Linked DNA regions of Macaca mulatta: region 1 is linked to region 2. A link is a contact called in public Hi-C data. All regions are on one chromosome and are shown on one strand. The core of a region is the stretch at or near the end of the contact, and the rest is flanking DNA. Distances in the headings are between cores, read along the strand shown.

What was found. Hi-C and Micro-C count contacts between places; a contact is called where the count stands out from the background.
Region 1: a contact with region 2 is called in a Hi-C map of fetal cortex germinal zone, with 2.8 times the contacts expected there. The contact joins the enhancer-like site here to the promoter of RBM39 in region 2. A contact is called at or near these places in 6 of 14 Hi-C or Micro-C datasets (blood, cortical neurons, fetal cortex germinal zone and 3 more).

The regions. Positions count from the first base shown.
Region 1 is chr10:88,713,428-88,717,937 of T2T-MMU8v2.0, forward strand. All of the region lies in intron 9 of PHF20 (PHD finger protein 20), which reads left to right. Among named protein-coding and RNA genes, the nearest start is that of SCAND1, 75 kb to the right of the region's middle. Within about 2 kb of position 1,709, at least 8 of the 40 cell types and tissues checked have an H3K27ac peak or open chromatin away from gene starts, as enhancers often do.
Region 2 is chr10:88,557,835-88,562,602 of T2T-MMU8v2.0, forward strand. It overlaps RBM39 (RNA binding motif protein 39), which reads right to left and starts at 2,259. Exons shown (of 18, transcript XM_077951748.1): 1 at 1,922-2,259; 2 at 913-976.

The sequences.
Region 1 (4,510 bases), core at 459-2,958, 160 kb after region 2:
ATCATAGCTCACTGCAGCCTCGACCTCCTGGGCTTAAGCCATCTTTCCGCCTCAGCCTCCTGAGTAGCTAGGACTACAGACATGTGGCACCAAGCTTGGCTAATTTTTAAATTTTTTGTGGAGATGGGGTCTTGATATATTGCCCATGCTGGTCTTGAACTCTGGGCCCCCACCTGGGCCTCCCAAAGTGGTGGGATTGGAGGCATGAGTCACTATGCCCAGCCCTGTCTCCTTTCACAATTACATATAATTAGGCCGGGCACAGTGGCTCAAGTCTGTAATCCCAGCACTTTGGGAGGCCAAGGCAGGCAGATCACCTGAGGTCAGGAGTTAGAGACCAGCCTGGACAACATGGCGAAACCCTGTTTCTACTAAAAATACAAAAATTTAGCCGGGTGCGGTGGTGTGTGCCTGTAGTCCCAGCTACTCTGGAGGCTGAGAGAGGAGAATTGCTTGAGCGTGGGAGGCGGAGGTTGCAGTGAGCCAAGATCACGTTATTGCACTCCAGCCTGGGTGATAGAACGACACTCTGTCTCAAAAAAAAAGAAAAGAAAAAAATGAAAAGAATATAATTAGCTAGGCATTGTGGCACACAGCTGTAGTCCCAGCTACTTGGGAGGCTGATGTGGGGGGATCGCTCTAAGCCCAGGCATTCAGTGTTGCAGTAAGTTATGATCCTACCACTGCACTCCAGCCTTGACAACAGAGTGAGACCCTGTCCCTGGAAAAACAAAAACAAAAACAATTACGTATAATTTATTTCATTGTATGGATGTTCCATAATTTATTTACCTAGCCCCTGCTGAAATATATTTAAGTTCTTTCTAACTTTTCCCTATTAATTCTCCCTGTTTTACAGACAAAGAGCCTAATATTTGGCATGAAGGAGTGACTTAGCTAGATTGGCACACTTCCTAATGGTCGGTATTGTAGAGGTTGGTAAAATTAAATTAAATTTTTGTTTGAGACAGGATCTCACTCTGTCATCCAGGCTGGAATGCAGTGGCACTGTCACGGCTCACTGCAGTCTTGACTTCCAGAACTTCAGTGATCCTCCCACTGTTCAGCCTCCTGAATCATTCTGACCACAGGCACTTTCCATCACTCCTGGCTAATTTTTGTATTTTTTGTAGAGACAGGGTTTTGCCATTTTGCCCAGGCTGGTCTCGAACTCCTGAGCTCAAGCAATCCACTTGCCTCGGCTTCCCAAAGCGCTGAAATTACAGGTGTGAGCCAGTGTACCTTGGCCCAGAGTCTGTAACTGTTGTTTTCCTGCTGAGTGCCTAATTCCATCTGATAAGATGCTGGGTGCTATATAAATCAAGTGAAATGAACAGAGTCCCTGCCTTTAGGGGCATTGCACAGTATGTGATGCAAACTTCTGCTCTCGGGGCACTCATTAAAGCAGTGTGTACACTCAGAGTAAGAGACTTAGCAGGGTGGCTAGGTTTGGAGGGTAGTGTGTGGTACAAGTGATGTCAGTACTCCAGGACTGGATGGTGCCTTTTGAATTCTTTGAGTTGTGGAAAATGTCTTGATCTGGAAACTGAATGGTGTTTCTGGTGTTTCTTTTGGAACATAGGTTTAGTGGTGTGAGTACAGAATGATCCAGAAAGATTGCTGGGGGAACGGGAGGTTGTTGAGAACTCATTCACCAGGAATGTATTACGTAAGTAAGTAGGAAATAGGGCGGGACCATGACCATCTTCAGAAGCATCCAGCCAGGCCCCTGGAAGCTGGGATGCTGCGTTAGTCACTCGTTAGTGATTGCTGTCCTGAGCTGGTGCCACAGTCTTGCGTTTTTAAACTGAGATGGAGTCACAATCTGATAAATTGGTGTGAAGGAGGCTCGTGGGCAGCAGGAGGAGGAGGAGCTGGGAGGGCAACACATCTAGTCCAGAGCTAACTGTTCCAACCTAATTCTGGCATTTGGGGCAGCTCTGCCACCTTGTGGAATGAGTGCTCAGTGATTTTTGTGGGGGCTGAGTGCATACATCTGCATTCCAGGGGCTAGCCTTGAAATGTTCACCAGGACTATATGTGGGTGTGGTTCCTTTCCTTCCACTTAGGTATTTATGGCTTCAAAGTATTCTTCCTATGTAATAGATGCATATTTTTTCCTGAATATTTATTTTAGGAAGTTTTTATTTTGAAATAATTTAGATTTATACACCTATGTAGTGTGGGTTAAAAAAATGACAAAAAATAATTTCAGATTTATAAAAAAGTTGCAAAAATAGCAAAAAGATTTCCCTTATACCTTTCCCTATGTTGGAAAATATAGATTCCCCAATTGCTAGCAATTTACCATGTTAGCTTTATTATTCTCTCCCAGATTTTATTTTATTTTATTTTTTGAGATGGAGTCTTACTCAGTTGCCCAAGCTAGAGTACAGTGGCGAGATCTTGGCTCACTGCAACCTCCGCCTCCTGGGTTCAAGCAATTCTCCTGTCTCCGCCTCCCGAGTAGCTGGAATTACAGGCACACGCCACCATGCCTGGCTAATTTTTTTTGTATTTTTAGTAGAGATGGAGTTTCACCATGTTGGTCAAGCTGGTCTTGAACTCCTGACCTCAAGTGATCTACCCACCTTGGCCTCCCAAAGTGCTGGGATTACAGGCGTGAGCTACTGTGCCCAGCCCGCTCCCAGATTTTTTAATGTAGTTTTTTGAATTGTTTGAAAATAAATTGCCGACCTTTAGCTCTGAATATTTCAGTGTGTAGTTCCTGAAAACAAGGACGTTCTCTTTCGTTCACACAATATAATCAAAATCAAGACCTTTTAAAAACTTTGCCATTTGTTCTAATAATGTTCTTTGTGGCAAAAATGGGGTGAATTTTTTTTATTTCTGGTCAAGATCCAATCCAGGAACACATGTTGAATTCAGCTGTCATATTTCTTTTGTCTCCTTTAATCTGAAACAGACCTTCTGTCTTCTACTTTTTTTTTTACTGGAGTGAGAGACAGGGGAATAAGCTTTTTTTTTTTTTTTTTTTTTTTTTTAATGACCTTCACATTACATTTCTGAAGAATATGATGTCCCTCAATTTGGGTTTTTCTGATGTATCCTCATAATTTGATTTGGGTTATTCACTTTTCACAGAATTACCACATAAGTGATGTGTCCTTTTCAGGTGCATTCTATCAGGAAGCATATGAAAACCTCTTTGTTCCATTTACTGGTGACATTAACTTTTGTCACTTACCTAAGGTAGTATCTACCAGCTTTTTCTACTATAAGGCTGTTATTACCCCTATATAATGAATACATTTCTTGTGAGAGAAACTTTGAGACTATGTAAATATCTTATTTCTTCATCAAACTTTCACCCATTATTTTAGCATCTACTGGTATTGTTTTCCTGAAACCGTTTTTACTGTGATGGCTGTCAAATGGCGATATCCAACTTTCATCATTCCTTCAACAGGTATTAGTTTATATTCTGTCTTAGGGGGCTGTATCTCCCTTCTTTCCTTCCTTTCCTTATTTGTTTATCCGCATGGGCTCATGGATTCTTATGTCGTTCTATGGGTTGTACTCTGTTTCTATCATTATTTTAATGCCAAAAAAATTATAATCTTGAGATCATATCAGTAAATACTTTTTTTTTTTTTTTTTTTTTTTTTTTTGAGACAGAGTCTCACTCTGTTGTCCAGGCTGGAGTGCAGTGATGAGATCTCTGCTCACTGCAACTTCTGCCTCCTGGGTTCAAGAGATTCTCCTGCCTCAGCCTCCCGAGTAGCTGGGATTACGGGTGCCCGCTACCACACCCAGTTGTTTTTTTTTTTTTTTGTAGCGTTAGTAGACACTGATCCAGGCCGGTCTCAAACTGTTGACCTCAAGTGATCCACCCGCCTCACCCTCCCAAAGTGTTGGGATTACAGGTGTGAGCCACTGTGCCTGGTCTCAGCTAATCCTTTGATTGCTTTTTGATGCTTCAAGCTGAAAAAGTTATTCCTTCACAGACATGAACAATATTTTATTCATTATGTTATGTTAACTATATATCAAAAAGGTATCAAACTCCTGGGCCACGTGATGTCATTGCTGACAAGAATACCAACTGTGTTGGGCCTTGGTCCTGAGGGAACACATGACAATGAGGAATGACTCTTTTCCCCTGGCTGGAGAAGTGACAAATAACAGGATCCAGGAGCAGATGTTAAGTGCTGATGATGAGGTACAGCAGATAGTCATTTGTGGCAGGAGTTGATGGCGTGTGGTCCCTGAGAGCCAGGGCCATCTGGATGTCTTCCTGTTTGTGGAGTGAGCTGGGTCTGGATGGAAGTTAAAACTTGGCTGAGCCAGGGAGGAATGGCAGGAAGAGGGCACAGGCCAAACAGGGGTGTGAACTGCGAGAGCATGAAGCAGTTGTTGGAGTAGGAGCTGAGGCCTCCTTGTGGTTGAGTGGGAGGTACGTTTGGAAGCAAGATGCTGCTTGGGGTGACTTGGGCCTTGAGTGCCAGACTGAGCATTGCCTGCCAGACTGAATATCACCATCATCGTA
Region 2 (4,768 bases), core at 1,009-3,508:
TTTGATTACATCAGCTATAGGAGTAAAGTGCTAACTTACAAAGCTTACAGTTTGTGACACCAGTGATAATGCATGCATACTGCTATTTTCACCACCAACTGGTGAAACAATGAAAAGACAGTTTACTTTTACTGCGATACCGAAATGAGTCAGACTATATTAGCCAAAATAATTCCTTTGTTTTTAGTGTGAAATACTATATGGCAGGGCCTAATTAAAAATAAAACAATATGGAGAACAGTAAAACAGTTATCAAGTGACTCTAAGCTGTGATACTGCCTCTTGTATTTTTTTTTTTTTTAATTTCTATTCAGGGATCCAAGAATTTTAGTAATTATTAACTGAGTAGCAGATTGCCACTGGACTGTTTAAGATTTACTATCACCAGTCTTACATAGATATATAAATTTTAAAATCTCACCCATTTCTTCTTATAAGACTATTAGAAGATTTAACTTGCCACAGACTGGTTACGCTTTCTTATTCTTGGACCCCTGCTTTTTCCCAAACCACTACATTCACCTTTTTGCTATACCAAACTGGAGCTGGTAATTCTTAGTTGAGTCATTTTACCTAGGGGACCACGGTACAGCGATAAGTCACTCAATTACTACCTTATGATTGACAGTTCACACTGGAATCAAAGGTGAATTCATGGGAGTAGAGGTGAGATATCGTTAGGCAAGTCTACAAAGAGAGATAGATGGGCATTTATTCATCACGCTGAAGTGAAACTACTGCACAATATTATTACATCAATAGCATATATTTACTTTTGTAAGTTACACGTAATGCATCTCTGATAAGATAAATCAAGAGGGCTCCGGGGAGGTTAGTTTACATTTCAGCAGTAGTTTCGTGAATAATGCTAAATTAAGAAATTATAAACCTCACCGACATGTTTTTTCTCACCTTCTTGTAAGGAGCCTCAAGCATTGCTTCAATATCAATATCGTCTGCCATTTTCTCTAAACGCCTAGGAAAAGAACAAGACGATTCGGTGAGTAAACATTTTTATTTGTCTTTCTTTTTTTTGATACGGAGTTTCGCTCTAGTTGCCCAGGCTGAAGTGCAGTGGCGCGATCTCGGCTCACTGCAAGCTCCGCCTCCCGGGTTCAAGCGATCCTCCTACCTCACCTCCCGAATAGCTGGGATCACAGGCGCCTGCCACCACACCCGGCTAATTTTTGTATTTTTAATAGAGACGGGGTTTCACCATGTTGATGAGGTTGGTCTCGAACTCCTGACCTCAAGTGATCCGCCTGCCTCTACCTCCCAAAGTGCTGCGATTACAGGCGTGAGCCACCGCGGCCGGCCTGGTAAACGCTTTTCAAATCGACTGAATTTTCTCAGCCGACACACTGGAAAACTTAAGAAAAACCTCCAAAAGCCCTACAATGAATGACTAAACTGACACGCACTTTAACCAGGTTTGGCTTATGTAAGTAAATCCAAAACGCCTCTTACACCAAAGACACGAAAATGAAGACTTCAATGTCCAATATTTAACACCCTGCGATCAACTCCAAAAACAGAAACTGGGAGACCCGAACGAGAGCGCCTCTTTCCGCGCAAAAACCCGCGCTGCCATTTTAGGGGCAAAGGGAAACTCCCTCCATTGGGAGGGGTTATGAGCCAAGGCAGCGTTCAACTGGCGCCATGTTGGGAGGTCGCGGCCGGCCCAGGCCTCGAAGGAGACAGGTCACCAATCTACAGAGGCCTCTCAGAGGTCCCTGCCACCCCAAGAATCCAGACTCTACCCGACCGGAAAATAAGGGCGCGGTCACTGAAACAGGGCCGATTTCTCGAAAACCACCCCTCACCCCGGTCGCTAAAGACCGCCAAGAGCGCCCCTCAGCCCAAAAGGGAGCCAAACCTCGAGAAAGCTGGGATAATACGCGGGTCCGCAACGCCCCTGTACCTGCTCCGGCTTTCGGACGCCTGTGGTGCTCGTCTTCGGGAAGAGACTTCTGCTGCTGCTGCTGCTGCTGCTGCCGCCGCCGCCGCCGCCGCCGCTGCCGCTTCTGTTGCTACTGTTAAGCCCCTAGGCCCAGGCCGCGGAACCGCCCAGCCCGAATATCGGGCTCCGAGGACGGCTAGGCCCGAGCGAATCTAAAAAAAACAATGGAATTAGAGAAGCCCACGCGGGAGAGCAGGACGGCGGCTTCGGCAGCTCAGGATCCACCCCTGCGACAGTGACGGCAAGCTCCCCGAAATGGCGGCCGCAGCTTCCCTGTACTCACATTCACCAGCACACATACACACACACAAACACACGGGGCCTCACAGAGCCCTCAGCACGGGCTCTCGCGAGAAGCTGCCCCAAGCAGCAAATCGGAGAGGCCGAAGTATCGCGAGATCTAAGTATAGCTCCAGCGACTGTAGCCCAATCTCGCGCAATGATTGCGCCATAGACAGTCCCATCCCCCATTCAGAGAGGCGCCTTTCACTCCCACTTCGCGTAAGCACCTAAATCTCGCGAGACAGAGTGGGTCTCTAGGGTAAAGACAGTTGGTAGGCTACCTGTCAATCTTTCAGAGAACTCCTCGCTGAGTGGAGCTCCGCGGTCGCCTCCCCCTCGTGGCGCCTCTTCACGGCCATCTGAAGATTCCCCCAGCACAGCCGACCGCCCCCTCCGGCCTCCCGGATGGCTGTCAAGGTCGCCATAAGGCAACCTAGTCGTTATGGCGATAGGATAAAACGGCGATCTTCAGATTATCCGCTAAGGGTGGAGACGAAGTGGAAAAGTATCAGAAGGCCAGAAGAGACCTTTAGGGGTAGGGGAGAGGGGAAGATAATAAAAATAGATTTCTTAGTCATTTGGAGCCAATGGCGCGGTCTGCACTGTCGATCTTTGAAACAACCTTGGAAATAGTGGAGGAAAGCAAAGAAAAGGTGGAGAAGATAAACTCTGCTTCCCTTGGCATGGGACCAGCTTTGTGCCCCGAATTTAATCACCTCTTGTGTCAGGGTTGCTACCGTTCCTTCAAAAAAGTTCCCCTTCCTGAATATTACTGAAGAATTTGGGGGAAAAAAAACACACCCCACTAAAAAAAGTCCCCCTTCCCCCAGGGACCTGGCTCCTCTCCCCTGAAGTCTTCCAGATGCCTGGTAATTAGAGCATGAATTAGTCACTGTTCTTTGGTCAGTACTGTGAGAGGTTTTCTCCTAGATGGTGGAAAAAAATTGGAAAGAACTCTTCAAAGCAAAAAATCTTACCGTCTAATCTTAACAGTCTAATGATTAAGAGCAGAAAAGATTCGAAATGAGACGCCTTGATTAGTGTAGCTAGCTGCTTCAACACTGTGTGACCTTGAACAAGCAAATTAACCTCTCAGAGCAGATTTTTCATTTCCTGATTTAAAAGAGGACATACTTAGTAGCTAGTCTAAGCGGCTTGAGCCTGAGGAAGGCAGATAATGCTCACTACTGAATTTTTAGAGGTTAGCAGGGCATGTCTGCCCAAGTGGACCCTAAGTAAATTGATGAATGAAGGCTCAGTAGGGCTATAGTGAAGATTAAACGATATAACGTCTGTAAAACGCCTGGCAAATATTTAATCTTCAAAAGAGCTAACTTCTTGCTAAACAAAATTATTTAGAGAAAATATAGATGTTAAGTGGTTTTGACTCTCAGGTTAACTTTACAGACGGGTTAGGGTTTATCTTAGAGGATTATTAATAACAGTTATTTCATAGTTAGAATACTCTCTTAGTCCTTTTCCTGAAAATTCAGATCCTCTTTTTATTTTATTTTATTTCTGAGACGGAGTCTCACTCTGGAGGCCGGGCGGAGTGGCTTATGCCTCTAATCCCAGCACTTTGGGAGGCCGGCGGGAGTGGACTGCCTGAGGTCAGGAGTTCAAGACCAGCCTAACCAACATGGCGAAACCCTGTCTCTACTAAAAATTAAAAAACTAGCCAGGCATGGTGGCAGGCGCCTGCAATCCCAGCTACTTGGGAGGCTGGGGCAGGAGAATCGCTTGAACCCGGGAGGCGGAGATTGTAGTGAGCTGAGATCATGCCATTGCACTCTAGCCTGGGTGACAGATCAAGACTCCATCTCAAAAAAAGAAAAAATCATCACAGAAAATTTAAGCATAATATGTCAGAAAAAAAGCAAGCTAACCTCTGCTGTCTCTTCCTGCCCCCCGGTAATTCCAGTATTATGACTTCTTGTTGTGCAAAATGAAAGCATGAAAGTGACACTTGGTTTTTCTCGTTTGTTTAGGAACATGACATGACAGAATTTGACCTTAACCTCTAGACTTCTTGTTTGGAAAGAGAAAGGATTTAAGCTCTAAGTCACTTGATGATTTAAGATCCTTCAAATAGTTTTCTGCTCAAGGACCATCAGAGGCAATATGGCAACTTAGCAGATCATCAAAAAACACCGTTTGGAGAAATCAAGTTCCTGAAATGAGTATTTTTTATGTTTAAAAGGAAATATCCCCATGCATGGTGGCTCATGACCTCTAATCCCAGCACTTTGGGAGGCCAAGGCAGGAGGATTGCTTGAGTCCAGGAGTTTGAGACCAGCCTGGGCAATATAGCAAGACCCTGTCTCTAAAAAAAATTTAAAAATTAGCCAGACGTGGTGATGCATGTCTGTAGTTCCAACTACTCAGGAGGCTGAGATGAGAGGATAGCTTGAGCCCAGGAGTTCAAGACTGCAGTCAGCTAGAATCATGTGCCACTTCACCCAAGCCTGGGCAACAGAGCAAGACCCTATCTCTTAACACAAAAGAAAATATCACGGCCGGGCGCGG